Linked DNA regions of Anser cygnoides: region 2 is linked to region 1. Evidence: chromatin contacts called from public Hi-C data. All regions are on one chromosome and are shown on one strand. Each heading gives the region's core, a stretch centred on a gene start, on an enhancer-like site or on the middle of the called end of the contact. The rest is flanking DNA. Distances are from core to core; before and after follow the strand shown.

Evidence for each region. A called contact is a pair of places that touch in the nucleus more often than the background predicts.
Region 2: a Hi-C map of liver shows a contact between it and region 1, with 1.8 times the contacts expected there. The contact joins the promoter of DDRGK1 here to the enhancer-like site in region 1. A contact is called at or near these places in 2 of 7 Hi-C or Micro-C datasets (granulosa cells and liver).

The regions. Positions count from the first base shown.
Region 1 is chr4:2,436,200-2,438,823 of Taihu_goose_T2T_genome, reverse strand. All of the region lies in intron 3 of ATRN (attractin), which reads left to right. Among named protein-coding and RNA genes, the nearest start is that of ATRN, 37 kb to the left of the region's middle. Within about 2 kb of position 1,338, at least 2 of the 3 cell types and tissues checked have open chromatin away from gene starts, as enhancers often do. A contact at or near this core is called in liver, where this site is marked.
Region 2 is chr4:2,915,462-2,918,085 of Taihu_goose_T2T_genome, reverse strand. It overlaps DDRGK1 (DDRGK domain containing 1), which reads right to left and starts at 1,294. Exons shown (of 9, transcript XM_066997071.1): 1 at 1,139-1,294. The coding sequence starts at 1,262.

The DNA.
Region 1 (2,624 bases), core at 89-2,588:
TTGAAATGGTTTTGTAGTGAAAGAATGCTTCCTATAAACCTCCAAACTCTAATGTCAAAATGAATTGTTAGGATAGTCTCACCCCATTTGAAGAAGAAGAAACCTTCTCTTTTCTCAAAAACCTGGAAGTACTTTCCTGGTATCACGGGCTGAATTGATATGCATAAAGGGGAAAGATGTCATCTCGACTCATAGTCATTTTGCTCTAATCGAGGTAATTTTTAATACTCCATTGAAAAGGTGAAGTGATCATGATTTGTGCCTGCAGTTTCTTGTGTATTTTCCAGAAATTAAGAGGCTTTTAAAATCGAGGTTATAAATAGTTCACAGCATTAACAACAATGGTTCAGACTTTAAAATCATCTGTAAATCACTAGGAAGTCGGTGCCTGAGGACAAGCAAGCGTGAGCTTAATACAATAACATTTTTGAAGTAGGAAAAAAAATCAATTATTTTTTTAATTGCTTCTTTAGATGGCATTTGAGTTTCATCTTCATTAGCACTGCGCTGTGTTGTTCAGTAAACCAAGTTCAGGAAATAGCAGATGCTTCTAATTTTGATGAAGTGCGAAAAAGGCATCTGTTGAAAAATACCTTTATTTGATACAAAAATAAATGCCCTAGAGTTTCTCGAGAGAAATGTTCATATTTTCTCTCTTTCTTCTCTGACGTTAAATTTTAATATTAACCAGAGCCATCTTTCACTCGTCACTATTTTTTGCATCATGCCGGAGGATTTGCAAGATTGAGCTTTGTACCTTTGGGCACTGTAAACTTTCTGAGTTTGTTGATAAACACTGTAAATTCCTCCCGGGCCTCTCCAGAGCTCAGCCTTTTTACCTCCCTGGCTTTTTACAACAGTTGCCTGAGCCCTCACTTCCTTCACTGCTCTTCCCTTGTTTTCTTGACCTTCCGATTTTTACATAAGTTTGTTAAAATACGGTATTTACCCTGGAGGTCCTCAGCATCAGACTACAGAAAATATTAAATTAATTTCATCAGTTTTAACTGCAAAAGAGAAATTTGTCTAATGCAAATGTTTACATAGTCTGAGAATCTGCATAAACGGTTCACTAAATTCCTTGTAGTCCGTGTCCCAGGGTGATCCAGTCCTATCCATTCATCTTTTCTTCTATTAAGCAGAGTTAAAAATATTTTTGCTCGTTTATATTTGTGGTCATAGGCAACAGGAGACTATATAAATATGTTACTTCAAAAATGCAGTGAAGGAACGCGGAGGTAATAAAAATCCAGTGTGCTCATTTGCACAGAGCAAAGAGATCCGAAGAGGATAAAATACACTCATTGTGAACTTCGTCATCGTTTTTAACTCCGTGTTAAACATTTACTGGAGCTGTTCTTGGACACGTCTTCGGTTTGTGCTGGTCAGCGCCGGGTGTTTTTCCTCCTCAAAAAACGATGTTCTTTTGCAAGACCTTTGGCCGTGGCTCCGCGCTTGGTGAGGCGGCTCCGAAGCCCCCCCCAGGCCGCTCGGCACCACATGGCGGGTCGTGGCGGCAGGTGGCAGCGGCCACCCCATGGTCGCTTGCTGAGGTGGCTGCTCTGCCGTGCTGGCACGAGAACCCTCAGGAAAATGGGAGCAGCTCATCTTCCTCTGGCTAATTGCTGTGAATGTGGCACTTAGCCCGGATTTGAGACTGGGCACAGAACATGGGATGATTTGGGTTGGAGGCACCTCTTGGAAGTCTCTGGTCTGGTCCCCAACCCAAAGCAAGGCTGGCTGAGGAGCTGGATCAGGCCCTTGCTCCAGTCCTTGTCCAGTGAAGTTGTGGGCAGCTCTTAGGGATGGAGGTCCCTTCTCTGGGCCCGTGCTCCAGTGGCTACCCTCATGGGAAAAAACAGTCTTTTCCTAATCTCTAATCAGAATTTCCTGTGCAACTTGTCGGTTGCCTCATGTCCTTTTGCTGTGAACCTCGTCTGGTGCTGCCTCCTCTGCTCATCTCCCCTTAGGTGGCTTCACCCCATCTTCAGCCTCCTGGCCTTAGGCCAAGCGAGCCTCGCTCCTCCTGCCTCTCCTCACAGGTTGTGTACTTGGCCCCTGGCCATCTCAGCGGCCATCATCTGGACTTGCTCCAGTCCGTGTTCTCTACTGGGATCCTCCAACTGGAATCAGCGTGGTCTCATGAGAGCTCTTGGCTCCACTTCCCTCACCAAGTTAGACAGAAACTTCTTGTTCTGAACCTCTTGTCCTTCCCTGTGTAAGCACGTCGCATCTCCTCTGCCCTCCCTCATTCTCCCGTTCCTGTTGCAGCGTGCTTTCCTTCTATTCCCTCAAACCCCGATTTCTTTGCCACAGGCACACGTAAATACTCGTGCTTTTCTTCTGCTTTATCCTCAGGGCCCGTCCTGAACCAAGCTGCAAGCCCTGCTTACACCTTGAGGTCAGCTTGGTTACGTTGCTTAGAGCAAATGATCACCTCATCGTGGCGGGGGGGTTGTTAAAGAGGATTAGCGATACTGAGAAAGGTGTAAAACACTTCGAGTTGGTATTATTCGTGTTAGGGAGTATCTAGAGGCCTAAGCAACTTAGGAAGAAGCAGCACTTGCGGGCTGCATGGATAGGCAGACAATGGAGTGTGGGTGTCCTTGCTCTGTGTGACAAAG
Region 2 (2,624 bases), core at 45-2,544, 480 kb before region 1:
AACGAAAGATTTAGAGCAGGTCTGTACAAGAAACAGCGTGAAAGAAATATGCTGGAAACTTTAGTTTTTAATCCGTAAGAACTGGTTTTAACACAAAGTCCTTACCAGCACATGCTCTTGCAGTAGTATGACTATGTTTATACCGTTGGTTTCTTTTTTAACCTTTAAAAAAAAAAAAAAGACAACTATCCATGCTACCTCACCCCCCAAGACAGAACCCAAACACCAAAACCAACCTGAAACAAGCAGAAAACACCCCAAATTCTGGAACTAGCGCTAGTGTATAACCAAAGGCTTCAGTGGCTGTCCTGGCTAAACATCTGAGTACGAGTCCTCAGAGCCAAACAGTTTCTCTTCGTTCCCTCTGGAAATGCAGCCGTGCCGGCGAGCTTACTGAAGAAATATCTGACTTCTTCCCCAGCCCTAAAAGCACAGAGGCTGCTTCCCCCACAGCCCCAGGCCGCCCAGCGATAAATCAGCGGTGTTTGGGAGCCTGGAAGTGCTGCATCATCCCGTCCCCACAGCGTGGGGCTGGCTGGGGAATGGGGCAAATTCTGCAAAATCTGGGTAACGCTGGCTGGGTGTGAGGCAGGACGGGAGGCCCTGCGGGTGTGTGAGAGGAATATTGACTCCACGCTTGGCTGGACGCTTGGCAGGGTGCTCCAGGAGATCCCAGGGGATAAAACAGCCCACAGGACGAGCTGGGGAGGGATCCTATGGAAACCTTTTCCCCTCAGAGGTCTCAAAAGGAGCTCGCCAGGCTCTGAGGGGGGAACCCCAACACACTTCAACGCCGCCCCCAACGGTCCAACAGGGAGCAGCGGGGCCGAGCCGCCAGCAGGGGCTCCCTACAGGGGGGCTCCATGCGGGGGTAGAGCCTCGGGGGGCCGCGGGATCCCAGGGGATCCCCGGGGATCCCCAATAGATCCCCCCCCCCCCCCCTTCCCTCAGGGGAAGGCCTGAGGTGAGGCGCTTCCCCCCCCTCACGGTCGCCATGGAGACGCCCCCCTCCCCTCCCGGCGGGAGCAGGGCCCGAAGGGGACCGGGCCCCCCGCAACGGGGCGGGGAAGGCGGGGGGGGAGGGAACCGGAGAGGCCCCGGGGCGGGGAGCGGGGGAAGCCCCGGAGCCGAGACCCACCTGCCCCGGGCCGGCGGCGGAAGCGGGCGGCGAGGAAGAGGAGGGCGGCGAGGAGAGCGGCGGCCGCCGCCAGCAGCAAGGCGTCCATGCCCAGCGCCGGCCCGGCCCGCCCCGACCCGACCATTGCGCCCGTGGGCTGGGGGGGGGGAACGAGGGGAGGGGGGGACGGGACTTGGTACGGGCCGGAGCTAGCGCGGGGCGGGGCCTCGTCAGGGAGGGCCTGAGGTGGAGTCACGGAATCACAGAATAATAAATAAATTAAGTAATAATAAAGGCTGGAAAAGCCCTCCAAGATCGTCTGGTCCAACCATCCTCCTACCACCGCTGTCACCCACTGAACCAAGCACCACGTCCAACCTTCCCTTCAACACCCCCAGGGACGGTGACGCCACCACCTCCCTGTCACCCCATCCCTACGCCTGACCGCTCTTTCTGAGAAGAAATGTCTCCTCATTTCCCACCTGAACCTCCCCCGGCCCAACTTGAGGCCATTCCCTCTAGTCCTATCACTGGTTACCTGTGAGAAGAGGCCGACCCCCAGCTCCCCACACCTTCCTTTCAGGCAGTTGCAGAGAGCAATGAGGTCTGCCCTGAGCCTCCTCCAGACCAAACACCCCCAGTTCCCTCAGCCCCTCCTCACAGGACTTGTGTCCCAGGCCCTTCACCAGCTTTGTAGCCCTTCTCTGGACACCCTCTGGCACCGCGATGTCCTTCTTGTACCTAGGGGCCCAAAACTGAACAGCTCGTGTTCAGGCGAGCATTGACCAACATCCCCAAATCCTTTTCCTCTGCCCCAGGCCTGTAGCGCTGCATGGGGTTGCTGTGGTCAAAGTGCAGGACCCGGCACTTAGCCATGTTGAACCTCATCCCGTTGGCCTCTGCCCGTCGATACAACCTGGTGGTGGCTGCCCTCAGGGTGGGAGGTTTGCGAAGGGAGGTTGTTGGTCCAACCACCCTATTTAACACAAAACTGGCACGTTGCGAGCTGTGCCCAGGCTGCTGCTGGTCACAGAGAGGAAGATGAGGGGAAAAAACTCAAAGTTATGAGGGAAAATCACTTATAAATGAAGGCCTGGCTGTAGGGTACGACTCCCCGCCAACACTGGGGTCACTACTGAGATGTCTCCCTTGTTGTTACACCGGGGTGTAAACTTGCCTTGCACCCCTGAGGAGCTTCTGTCCTCCTTTCGGTGTGGGGGATGTAAGGGAGATGAAATGTGCTCAGGCTGGAGCTGCCTGGCTCTGCAGCGCTGAGGTAGCTGGAGAGATGCCACGGTGATATGGCCTGGACTGAGTCAAGTTTGCAAAAATAGATGCTGACCCTGAACCTGCCCATAGCTACTTGTCTCACGTAGTAAACTGGCTTAATTCAGTAAAACTGCAGAAAACCGGGCTGCCCAGAGGAAACTTTTTTTTTTTTTTTTTTTTTTTTTTTTTTTTCAAGGTCAGGTTTGCATCGATCCCTGCAGAGCTAGTGCTAGCTGGG